Linked DNA regions of Canis lupus: region 2 is linked to region 1. The links are chromatin contacts, called in public Hi-C maps. All regions are on one chromosome and are shown on one strand. The core of a region is the stretch at or near the end of the contact, and the rest is flanking DNA. Distances in the headings are between cores, read along the strand shown. Region 1 has its middle 84 kb from the start of CCDC54. Region 2 has its middle 63 kb from the start of CCDC54.

Region 1 (6,588 bases), core at 1,138-3,637:
AATCTGCAAAATCTCTTCAAAGATGTACCTAGATTACTGTTTGAATGAGTAACCATGAGATAAAAATCTTAGTGAGGGTGAAGGGAAAGCATCTTTAGAATCCCATCTACCACAGTTACCTGGCAGGGAAGAACTCTCACTGCTGCATCTGCTTTAGAGAGCTCCAGAAAAAAAAAAAAAAAAAAAAAGGCAGTTTGTGCATCTATGTATTTAAGAGTTTTGAGACTCATACTCTTGTAAGACAAATATTTTCTCAGAAATCTTTGCCCATCAGAAAAACAAATCTTTTGGAAAGATGGCCTTACAGTATGCCAGGCTTGCCCAGACATGTCTGAATTCCAGTTGAGTCTACACAGTCCATTCTTCGGCTACATTTACACACCATTGATATGAGATCTCTGAGCTTCCTGTCGTCAGAACACTGAGCACGGAGTGGCTGCTCTCTGTGAAACAGAGTATGTTTCTTGCTGAATAGTTAAATGTCTGACTTGTAGTTGGAGATAAACAGAGATTTATGTTTCCCTAGTTCATGTGCCTCCTAGAAGGACAAGCCTCAGGGTTTTTGTGCTTGGAAAGGGTGAGGGCAAAGGAACAATTAACCAAACACACTTCCACAAAGGTAGGTAGAGAAATAAGGTTGTTTTTGCAAGAAAGTCTGCAGGCCCAGAATCAAGTAAAAAAGTGAGGCTTTGTTTTCTGAGTATGGGGTAGAGAATAGCAAAATCGAAGCCAGATAGAGTTTGGGGCGCCTGGGTGGTTCAATGGGTTAAGCATCTGCCTTCAGCTCAGGTCATGATCCCAGAGTCCTCGGATCAAGCCCTGTGTTGGGCTCCCTGCTCTGTAGGGAGTCTGCTTCTCCTCCCTCTGCTCCTCCCCCTGTTTGTGTGCTCTCTCTCTCTCTCAAATAAATAAATGAAATCTTAAAAAAAAAAAAAGATAAAAGCGTTATGGGAAGGAATAGTCGTGTCCTCTCTCTTCACATTTTTCCAGCCAATTTGCTCTAAACAGACAGCTCAAATGTGGACTCTGATCGAAATTGTAACGGAGACAGACAGAAATGTAAGGGGAAGCAGTTGAAGGCCATAAACAATCTTTAATTTTTTTTTTCTTGTTAACAGGTGTCAGCTAAGATCTTCCTTGGCAGAAACTAACTCTAAATGTAGGAAGGACCACTACAGCTCAAGCTGTATGATATGTGTCTTATTGTATTTTTTGAAGTCTAAGAGCCACATAATTACATTCAGCATCAGTTTACAAAAAGAAAAATTGTTACATCCTGACTTCTGAACAAATATGGAAAAACAGCAAAGTGGATTTCAACGTGTTTTATGTTTTCAGGGAGCTGTTCTATTAAACCAACCAGTTAACAGACTGCTGATAAAATGAACCAACAAAAGCAATAGGGAATTTAATTGCAGAATTTTATTTTGCTTTTATGAGTCTCAAGATTATTTACGTAGGAGAGAATGATGCGTATAAAGAGACACCTTCCAGGTTTGTATTATACTCACCCCAAAATTAATGAAAAGCTCTGAGCAAGAACTAGGTTATGTGTTCATCCTGAACCCAGAAAAAATGATAAAAATCTCCTGTGAGATTTTGTTTCTAACTCCATAGTCTCAAGTCAGGAAAAAAATAAAATAGATACATATATAGAGAAAAGGAGAGGCTATTTTCTGTCGGTATAATTAAGGTATTAAAGGGACTTTCACTAGGAAGTTTAAATCAAATCTAAATTGTTGATAGACAAGTATATATAAAGCATTTTTTAGTAGGGAGTAGTAAGGAGGAGTAGCAGGGGAGAGGGAGACAGAGACTTAAGCAGGCTCTGTGCTCCAGTGCAGAGCCTGATGCAGGGCTCAAGCTCAAGACCCTGAGATCATGACCTGAGCTGAAATCAAGAGTCAGAGTCTTAACTGAATGAGTCACCCAGGCACCCCTAAATCATTTTGTTATTTATATTTATTCATGGCTTCTGAAAAATGTATGCAAGTAATATAATTCAGGTAAAATTAGAAATAATAACATTTGCAGTAAATCACTTAAATCTTAGCTTCTATTAACCATAAAGATACAAATGGTGCTGTAAAAAGTGTGATTTCTGGGAACTACAAAGAAAGCTTTGGGATATGTCAGAACTGGAAGTGAAATAGACTCAGATGTGATGCTTAACTCTGCCCCTTTTTGACTGTGTAGCCATAAATAATTTCCTTGGTTCCTCTGAGCCTCATTTCTTTATCTGTAAGGTGTAAATAACACCTTCCTTTTTTTGTTCTGCATATAACTTACATGTCTTCTCTTCATTCATTTGTTCTAAGATAGTGTGACAGACACTGACTAAATGTTTTCAAACCCCATTTCCTATTTCTGACAGTGAAACTACATTTCCCAGCAGCCATGCACCTTGGTGGCTCATGTGACCTTCTCTCCAATAGGACATGAGTAGACGTGCTGTAGCTCATCCAGTCTAAGGCAGTTTCTTTTCCCATCACAATTCATGTGCTTTAATCAGTTTCTTTGCATTCTAATATCATATTACAGGTACTTTAACAAATAATGCATTCATTAATGTAATCCTTATTTTTTAATTTAAAATTGCCTTTGATGTTCTTAAAGTTGTATTCTATGACTGATAACATTCAAATTGATAAGATTTTCATTGAAAAAAAAATGAAAAGAGAACAACATCTAAGCCAAATGGGACACAGGGACAGCAGTGTGAATCAGGACTTTTCCGGGCAAACCAGAAAAATATCTACAATCTAACCAGAGACCAGAGAGAGAACGAGATGGAGAGACAAATAGATATATTGATTTCCTACACACATGTCAACCCTTCCTCCGACCTGAAAGATATCATGTTTTTAATGATGAAACATTTGCAGCAAAAAGTAAGAGGCATCAATTATGAGAAAACAAATGATAATTTCATATCAAACCACTGTTGACTTTGGATGTGTTTTTTTCGGTCTACCAATTGCAATACTATCCCTATTTTACTTTTTAAGAAATCAATAAATGTCCTATTTCCAGCATTTTATAGCCAACTGTCCTACGAGAAAAGCAAAACTGCTAAATAAAATTCCAAACAGACAGGGGGAAAAAAAAATCACATACCTGAGGAATAGATTTACACTCACCCACAGAATAACGAACGATGGGTTTTAGAGGAGATAATGTCCCAACACTAAATTCACTCCTCTTAAATGTAAGCTCTCTCCAGAATAATTACAAGACCACATTGGAGAACCATTGCAAGTTAAAGAAAGAAGAAATTTAGGGACAATTACTATTTTTTTTTTTTTTTTTTACTCTTCAGGGACAAAATTCTTCCAGTTTAAGTGGAACAGATCTTCCCTCAATCACATCCTCAGCTCCTCCTGAGGTTACAAGGTCACAAACACTCTCGAGAAGATCCACATCAACATAGTCTAATGGTTACTCAGCTTCATAGAACCAGGTCAGGAAGAAAAAGATAAGTTCTAACGATTCATTGAAATTATCTTTGAATTCAGAATTTGTTTTCTCATAGCAGGAATTATTTTTCTCAAGAACCACAAGAGGGAGTACTCTTACTTCTCTGTCACAATCCATCTAACACCAAATAGATGCATATTATCCTTATGCTTGTCTAAAAATGATAAGACATATTATTAAACACTAGGGAATCTTCTTCTTTATTCATCTAAAATTCAAGTGATTATCTGCTTGTCTTTCATTGATTCATATTTATTATAACCAGTATATTTTCTTAGCCACTCATGATAAAGGGAAAACAATATTTCATGCTGATTCTTTCTCTCATGTTTATTATCTTGAAATTGTGAAAGAAGATTTCCTTCTCGGATTGTGTTCAGCAAGTGCAAGATAGCAATGCCAATTCTCCTTAATTAGGAGGAAAGTTATCTAAAAATAATAATACTATTGCTTTGAGCTGAAACCATAAACACGATTCTGTCAATTATCATCATACATGTGCACATAAGATAATGAGGTGGTGACTAATACTTTCTTCAATAGCCAACAAGTAGTGAGAATCATGAAACTACTGGCCTTATGTAAGATACCACTTTGTATTAGCAAAAGTAATGAACACCAACTACTAAAATGAGCAACCCAAAATATCCCTGGACTCACATACACACACACACACACACAGAGTTTATCTCCTACTCAAGTCACTGTCTGATGGGAGTTGGGTGACTAGCCTGGGCTGCTCTCTTCCAAACGATGACTCAAGAATTTAGATTCTTCCTATTGTGTGATTCCATCATCTTCCCACTGAACTGTCTCTTGACTAACAAGCAAAGAGTGGAATAATTTTGAGAAAGAGAGCTGGAAGTGGTATACTTCACTTCTGCCCCCTAATCTTTCTCTAGGGCTCAGTCTATAACCAATTTAATTGCAGGAGGAGCTAAAAAGTGAGGCTTCCTGTGAGCCTGGAAAGAGGACATAGAATCACTGAGATTCTAGACCAGAAGTTTTGAACATGTGGCCCATGGGCTGTCAAAGGTCTGTTGGCTTGGATGCAAAATAAATTCTGTCCTAACCTCTACTTGAAATTTAGCATATACCCTTCAATTATATGTAGGTGTAGTAGATGCTTCTTGTCTTCAAAGGCATATCCCATCTGATTTCAGTGTAGCTGACATAAACAATTCCATCCATATTGTCAGCATCTCTCCTCAAGTATGACATCTCTTTGTTTTTCTGCCTCAGGAATTTCTCTGAAGTCTTGGAAGGTCACGTAGATGCTCAGTAGATACAAAAGTGCAGAAGTGTTAATAACCATGGGAACAGCCCTCAAACAATGTTGAATAAGAGTTGTTAGGTAAGCAGGCTGGACATTAGTTCATTAGTGAGATAATTCTGAGGCATAGTCTACAAAGTTCTTCAACACTCACAAATCTACAAAGTTCTTCAGCACTCAAAAGGATCAAGTCCCAGCACTTCTCAGCAACAACCTGCTCAATAATATGCCCTTTGTTGGCTTTTCTTTCTCCCCCTCTCTCACTTCAGTTTCCTGGGTCTATCTTCCAAATAAACTACATGCACTGAGTCATTGTCTCAGGCTCTGCATTCATGAAAACCAATTTAAGAGTTGGAATGGGAGGTGGCTCCAGAAAACAGCCCCTCAGGATAGGATTTTGACCTGAATCACCCAATAGTCAGATAGCAACCATTGCATGAGGTAAGTGTGGGAGGGAAGTTACCTCCTACTGTGCTGTGGCATCACAGTGACTAAGACTCTCATATATGGTATGTTGCAAGGAGGTGCAGGTAAAGGGCAAAACATTAGCATATGAAATATCTCTAATACTTGAATGGTATGGGGCAAATGTAATTAAAAGAATGGAAAGCATTGGTGGATGGATTCTGTTAACTGCCTTAGAAGTCTTGAAAAAAGGTTGTTTTCTATTAAAAAGTATTTTCAAGGGACACCTGGGTGGCTCAGTGGTTGAGCACCTGCCTTTGGCTCAGGGCATGATCCTAGGGTCCTGTGATTGAGTCCCAGGATTGAGTCCCAAGATCAAGAACCAGGATTGAGTCCTGCATTGGGCTTCCCACGGGGAACCTGCTTCTCCCTCTGCCTATGTCTCTGCCTCTCTCTGTGTGTCTCTTATGAATAAATAAATAAATAAAAATCTTTAAAGAAAATAAAAAATAAAAGTCTTTTCAAGGTGTTCAGCTTTCATTAACTCTCTACCTGAGATTCCAAAGCAATTCCTGTATGTTTTAGGGTTTATTTTTTGTATAATAGCAGCATCTCCAGCAGCACTTCCAGGTACCCAATACCAAAATCTATTCCACTTATCTATTGCTAGATAATAAAAAACCCAAAATATGCACGCTAATTTTGCTTAAATATCAACAATTCAGGAAGGACTCGGGACAGTTTATCTATGCTCCACTCAGCTTTGACTGCAGTAGTTTGAAGGCTGGGAACTAAAATCATCTGAAGTCTTGCTCATTCGGATATCTTTTGACATCAACATTCTGGAGATATACTGGACTCTTGGCTGTGAGTATCAGTTAAAACACCTACATATGTTCTCTGTAAGTGACCTCACAATATGGTAGCAGATTTCCAAATGTGAGTTCTTAAAAAAAGAGAGCCTTATGGAAGCTGTATTGCCTTTTCTATATGACCCGTTTGTTAGCTGCAAGTCACTAAAATGACATTGAACACTATTCAAGGGAGTGTAGTTAAAGTGAACCTTTTTATGGAAAGAGTGTTAAAAAGTTTGTGGACATATTTAAAAACCACAAATATACACATACTTTACATGAAACAAACTTACAATATCTCCTATTTCTCATTGATTTACCTGACTGGTGGCTTGTATTAATGCAACTCTTAATACTTCCTTAAAAATACAAAATATGGAGCAAATATAAGATTCAGCAATATACTAGGGATTTTCCATGAACCTTTTCAAACAGCATGATAATTCAAGAACTTTACATGCGTAATTAAAACTACCTGGATTGGCTCAAGAACAGAATAGAGATGACAGGAAAATGGATGTGTGGGACAATACCAAAAGGTCTAATATTTGTGTATTTGGAGTTCCAGAAGGAAAGAAA
Region 2 (6,588 bases), core at 1,260-3,759, 150 kb after region 1:
ACTGAATTTTCATATTTGCTCCTGCGTTTAAAAACATATTTAGGGGATCCCTGGGTGGCGCAGCGGTTTAGCGCCTGCCTTTGGCCCAGGGCGCGATCCTGGAGACCCGGGATCGAATCCCACGTCGGGCTCCCGGTGCATGGAGCCTGCTTCTCCCTCTGCCTGTGTCTCTGCCTCTCTCTCTCTCTCTCTCTCTCTGTGCGACTATCATAATTTAAAAAAATTTAAAATAAAATAAAATAAAAACATATTTAGAGGGCACCTGGGTGGTTCAGAGGCTGAGCATCTGCCTTTGGCTCAGGGCAGGATTCCAGGACCCTGGGATCGAATGCTGCGAATGCTGCGTGGGGCTCCCCACAGGGAGCCTGCTTCTCCCTCTGCCTCTCTCTTTCTGTCTTTCATGAATGAATAAATAAAATCTTGAAGAAATAAATTAATGAATCACAAATCTAAAAAATATAAAATATTTAGAGATAACTGTCATAGTCAGCTGTTACATTTTTACACTTTATTTTCTTTTTCTTAAAAAAAAAAAACCAATGCTCTACAAACGTATTTTTAATTTAGTAAAAAAAAAAAAAGGAGAAGGAGAGGAAGAAGGACAAGGACAAGGAAAGGAAGAAGGAGAAGGAGAGGGAGGAGAAGGAGAAGAAGGAGACGAAGAAGGAGAAGGAGAGGAAGAAGGAGGAGGAGAGGGAGAAGGAGGAGGAGGAGGACAAGGAGAGGAAGAAGGAGACAAAGAAGGAGAAGGAGAAGGAGAGGGAGGAGAGGGAGAAGAAGGAGGAGAAGGAGAGGGAGAAGGACAAGGAGAGGAAGAAGGACAAGGACAAGGAGAGGAAGAAGAAGGAGAGGAAGAAGGAGAAGGAGAGGGAGGAGAGGGAGAAGAAGGGGGAGAAGGACAAGGACAAGGAGAGGAAGAAGGAGAAGGACAAAGAGGAAGAAGGAGAGGAAGGAGAAGAAAGGAGAAAGAAAGAAATTAGAAGAAGAAAGAAGAAGAAGAAAGGAGAAGAAAGAAGAAGGAGAAAGAAGAAGAAAAGAAAAGTTCATTTCTGAAACCACATGTCCTCGGAGAAGATCTATAGCGTCTCTGGCGACTCTGAACACTCGGCTGGCCTGGCGTGGAGCGCGCGGCGGGGCCCCAGGGCGCGGGGCGGGGGGCGGGGCGGGGCCACCCGGGGGCCCGCCCCGGGGTCGCGGGGTCCTCCCCGCAGCGAGGAGGCGACCCGGGGGCCGCAGCAGTTCCCACCTGCCGACGACAGGCTTTGCAGAAAAAGTCAGACCGGTTTGACAGCTATCACCGCCCCCAAAAAGATTAGGGTGGCCGTAATTTTAGATGCTCCGCTGGCTGGGAAAACTTCAAAAACCGGCCCGGAGCTTCAGGAGAGCCCGTGGCACCTCCAAACACCTGCGCGCCTCATGCTCGCGACACTTGCACACCCAGGATCCGCTCGTCTACGCCGCACGCTCGGTTCGCGAGGCGCTGCCCGCCGCGGAGAGCCTCGCTCGCTCCTCGCGCCGGGGAGCCCCGGGGTCCCCGCAGCGGAGTCCAGGGGGGCGCGGAGGTCGCGCCTCGGCCCCGCTCGCTCCGTGACGCCGGCTCCCGGGGCCCGGGGGACGCGCCTCCGAACCGTCGCCGGGGCTTGGCAGGGCGTCTGCTGCCCCCCGTCGGCGGTCGGGAGAACCGCAGCCCGCGGCCCGGTTAGAGTCCCCGGGAAGAGGCCTCCCGCGGCAGAGAATATTCCAGGACTACGCAGCGGCGAAGCGACGCCCGCCCAGCCCGCTCTCCGCGCTCCGCTCCGCCCGCCGCGTCTCAGCGCGGGGTTCGCCCCGGGGGCAGCCTGTGGCCCCGCGAGGGGACCCGACGCGGCGCGGCGCGGGGCCCGGGGCGCGGGTGCAGGCGGGCCGGGCGGGGTGCGGGTGCGGGTGCGAGACGGCGCGTGGGCTTCCATCCGCCCCTTCGGCAACACGTCATCCTCCGGGGGAGCCCAGGTCCTCAGCGGGGGAGCCTGTTCACCGAGCTCGGCGTCGCGGGCTCCCAGGCCCCCGAAGCACCTGCCCCCCGCCCTCCCCCCCCCGTAGCACCGGCGACACACGCAGAAGTGACAAAGGCCACCTCTGCTGTGCCCAGGAGGGGCCTCCCGACGCGCGGGGCGACTGCAGCCCCGGTGAGGAGCGCCCGAGCGGGCTCCAGAAAAGTACGACGGACCCCGAGAAGGGGCCCCGGGAAGCCCCGAGCGCCCTCCGGGCCCTGACGCCGGCCTGCGGCCGCGCTCGCCTCCCAGCCCGTCGGTGCCGCGCTCGAGCCCCCTCGGACGCCGCCCGCACCGCCAGCGGCCTGGGGACGCGTGGGCCTCATTGTCACAGACTCAGACTGATTTCATTTTTTTTTTATTTATTATTTTCTCCCAGCCTGCTACCACTCCGCGACGCGCGCGCACACACACTCACACACTCACACGCACTGTCTGGACTTGCTCCCTCGCGTGCACGCCTGCGGCGGCCCCTTCGGGAAGGCGGCAAGACCCAGATGGACGCAAGTGCGTGGGGGAAGGGAGGACGGGGGCCGCCTTCCAGGGAGACTCGGGGCCAGCGGGAGGCCCCTCGGCGGGGGGTCTTCCGGGCGGCCGCGGGGCAGGGCCAGCCGCAGCTCCGGGCGCCCCCACGCCCCGGCGGCGGGAGGGGAGGGGAGGGGAGGGGCCCGGGCCGCTCCCCGCGCTGCGGACGCCGGAGCCCGCGTGGCCGAGCGGCCGCAGGTGCCGCGGGCCCCCCCGCGCGGGAGCCCCCTCCCCTCCCCCCGCCCCTCCCCCCCCGCCGCCCGGGGCTCCGAGGCCCTGCCCCCCCCCCCGGCCTGTGGGCGCGGCGCGCAGCGGGGCGGGAGGCGGCGGGGCTCGGCCACGGTCGCGGCGGCCGCCGGGCTCGGGCGGAAGCGCGGGCTCGGGAGGGGAGGGGCTGCGGCGCCCGGCGAGGCCCAGGGCGCTGCTGCGGCGGATCCCGGGCGGCCCCGGGGCGGGCTCGGCTCGGGAGCCCCGCGTGCTGGGCAGGGGTCGCAGCCACGCGCGCGCCTCCGTCGGGGCGCCTTGCACTTGCACTCGCACTTGCACGCCCGGGCCCCGCCGCCTGCGCCGCCCCGGCCTCCCGGCAAGCCTCGGCTTCCCGGATGGGGCCATGCTTTTCTTCTCGGACAATCGGGGCTCCTCCCCTCGCGGCGATCTTTCTGGGAGGCCACCCCCGCGGATCCCGAGGCGACCCCCCGCCCAGCAGCCCGGGGAGCCGCAGGCTGCGCGCCCAACGCCGAGGCGCGGCCCACGAGCGGGAGCGGCCGCGAGCCGGGGGCGCGGGGCTGGAAGTTGGCGCCGCGCCTGCCTGCCAGGGCCCTGCTCCTCGGGCGCTCCGAAAGTTGCCGCGTCCTGTCTTGCGCCCGGTCCACACACGAAGCGGGGATGAAGGAAACCGTCCGTCCTAACGGCAGTGACTGAGCCTCGGGGCGGCGGCGAGATGCGGTGCGCACAGATGCACGCCCGGGCACAGTCCTCGGACCGCGCGGCGAGCGGCCGGCTGGAGCGCGGCGGCCTGGAGACTGCTCCCCGCCTCTCGCAGCGCACCCCCTCTAGTGGGACTTTCATCATTTAATTATTTTCTTAATTATCGTGAGGCTCGCAGTAAGCATAGGGCGAAGATTGAGCAGAACACTCCAACTCTCTTTATCCTTCTTGGGAAAGTAATTCCTGGGCTAACGAACAATTTCAGATTTCAGGCTACAGGAAAAAGTTGCTTTAAAAAAAAAAAATTTAAGTTCTACTTCCGTTATTTACTCCGCAGATACTCCTGAGCACCTACCCCAACACCAACTCCCCACCGCCACTGCAAACACACACCATACAGACGTACCCTGGGCTATACAAGTGATAATCTATGACATCTGTTGAATGCTTAGTTTGATACAGGTAATCTATACTTGTTGTTTTAAAAGCATTATATCAAAAAATAAATAAGGAAAAGCATCATATAATTTTAACCTGCCAGGGACAATAGAACGTAGGTACTGTTATTGTTAGCCCTGCCTTGAAAATGAGAAAAAGGAGATATTGCAGAACGGAAGTAACTTTCTCAGGGTCGCCCGGGGTAAGTAAGTGGCAGAGGTTAAATCCAGCCACTCTGATGCCAAGTCCACAGGCCCAACCAATGACACTCCATCCTCCAGTGGCATCTGGGAATCGGCATATTTTTGAACCACCTCGAGTGAATCTGATGCAAAGTAGAACTTGAGAAGCACTGATATAATCACACTCCCTCATTTTCCTGATCGGAAAACAGATTCAAAGAAATGATTTGTCTGAAGACACAGGATTAATTAATTGCAGAATGAGATCCAGAGAGCCACCTCCTGGTTCCTTGCCCTAAGTCCTTTCTACCACCCAAACCACACAGGCTCAGTCCAGGAGGAGTCAAGGAATGTAAATAATTTAACAGTTAGAATGAATGTACAGTAAAATCTTGATTATCCTTAGCTTCCTCTTCTAATTGCCTGCCTTCTGGAAATTTGACTGCTGTAGTTCCTCTCCCAGAGGGAGAGAGAAACCAGGTGAAACTCAATTATTTCATTTCTGCTTATGTTAAGACATGTCTGGTAAGACAACTCTAATATTAAAAATAAAAGGGGGGGGACCTACAGAGGTTTGGTGACAGAAAAGGCTAAAACAAGTTCCTAAAATAAGACCTGCAGATGATCCCCGGGTTTTTGTTTTCCATACTACCAATAACTCCCACTGCTGTCATGAGGCCTAAAGAGGAGAAGCAGCAAATGCATGCCCCCCCATCTTAATGCTGCCATCCCTCTACTTGTCCTGCACAGCCATATCTAGCCCATTGTTGACATTTGAGAAGTAGAAAAAAGGAGAAGGAAGTAAATGAAGAAAGTATGATGAATTAGTCTAGAGCGATTTCTTTGTTTTGGAGAGTAGAAGGGTTCTAGGGCTAAGAAGAAATATCTGGGCTGCCTGCTATTCCTCCCATCCTCAGCCTCAAGCACTGAGCAGGGACAGTCCTACACTGTCATTAAACAAATAGATTTGGGCTTGCTTAGAACAACCCAACTTGTACTTCTTTTTTAAAAAATCGTTGGGGTGCCTGGGTGGCTCAGTCAGTTAAGGGTCTGACTCTTGATTTCGGCTCAGATCATGATCCCAGGGTCTTGAGAGCTAGCCCCGTAGAGTCTGCTTGAGATTCTTTGCCCCTGTCTCCCCCCGCCCCACGCCTGCTTATGCTCTCTCTTTCTCTCTGTCTCAAATAACTAAATAAGACCTCTTAAAAAATAGTTTCCTTTGTAATCTCTTGAATCATAGGGATGTTGAGAGGCTGTGCAAGTACCATGGGGACTGCTGCTTTTTCTTAACTGTGACCAAATTATTTCCTTATTTAAAAACCACTTGCTGATTCCCCATCAACCCTATGCAATACAATTTGACTCCTTAACAAGGCAAACATAATATTACATGATTTTCTCTGACTGGTTGGGCTGGGACAGAAGAAGGGAGGAAACTAAGTCAATTTGGTTTCTGGGAAGAAAGAACTGAAAAAAAAAAAAAATGAGGGGTAATCTCCTGGTGTGGGGAGGAGGAGGATGTGAGGATGAGCTGGGCATATCCACTAGCCTCAACGCAGAAGTCAGTCTGCTACCCTATCCACAACTCCGTCTCCTGCCTTTGTGTTCTTGCATTATGCTCATCCTTTCCGTGGAATTCTTTTCCCTCTTGTTCCCTTAGTAAATGCCTGTTTATTGCTCCAAACCCTGTTCAGATAGCACACACCTATGAATTATTTCCTAATCCTAGGTTAACATCCCGCCCCCCCCAAAGCAACAATCTCTTGCTCTTACAGGAGGCCACTTCTGTTCTTCTGTTTCCTCTATTATGGCACATAGTCTGTGTAATCACTTTTTTCTATGTCCTTCTTTTCTGTTAAATTGGAGGTCCTCGGGAATCTATGTAAATTTTGTTTAGTATTATTAGAAAAGTTGGGTGTCACAGGATTAACATATTTTTAAGTAGAATATTATTTACATTTTGAACCAGTCTGCTCAGTATGTTTAAAGCAGTAGGCCCATTTGTTACATAGTACAGAATGTCCAAAAAATCTGGAGAGGAAAACATTTGTATTTATTATACTTTTTTTTTCTTCAGATTACCCTATTACTTTTTTTTTTTTTTTTTTTTTTTTTTTACCCTATTACTTTAAATATAGAGGTACTTAAACTAAAAAGTTTTCAGGAAGTTGAAGAATTGCATATTGAGCATAATATTTAAAACGTGACTAAATTCTGTTTAAATGTAAGTATATCCTATTTCCTCAATTCCAGACCCCTTGTTGTCCCAGGACCTAATACTATGTCTGGTGCCTCACACATAATGAGTATCTGTTGAATTGTCCTAAACTGAACAGAGCAACCACTCATCCGGAATATCCACTGGTCCAGGGACTTCCGGTGCTAGCCTCTATCTGTCCTTCGGGTGAGCTCCAATCAGCTTAAGGCTCTTGGGCAATCTCACTCCTCTATTTGCTCTCTTTTTCAGTTTGAATTAATGTGTTTGC

Evidence for each region. A called contact is a pair of places that touch in the nucleus more often than the background predicts.
Region 2: a contact with region 1 is called in a Hi-C map of blood, with 1.7 times the contacts expected there. The contact joins two enhancer-like sites.

Annotation. Positions count from the first base shown.
Region 1 is chr33:13,110,279-13,116,866 of UU_Cfam_GSD_1.0, forward strand. No RefSeq gene overlaps it. Among named protein-coding and RNA genes, the nearest start is that of CCDC54, 84 kb to the right of the region's middle. Within about 2 kb of position 2,388, at least 3 of the 20 cell types and tissues checked have an H3K27ac peak or open chromatin away from gene starts, as enhancers often do. A contact at or near this core is called in blood, where this site is marked.
Region 2 is chr33:13,257,477-13,264,064 of UU_Cfam_GSD_1.0, forward strand. No RefSeq gene overlaps it. Among named protein-coding and RNA genes, the nearest start is that of CCDC54, 63 kb to the left of the region's middle. Within about 2 kb of position 2,510, at least 16 of the 20 cell types and tissues checked have an H3K27ac peak or open chromatin away from gene starts, as enhancers often do. A contact at or near this core is called in blood, where this site is marked.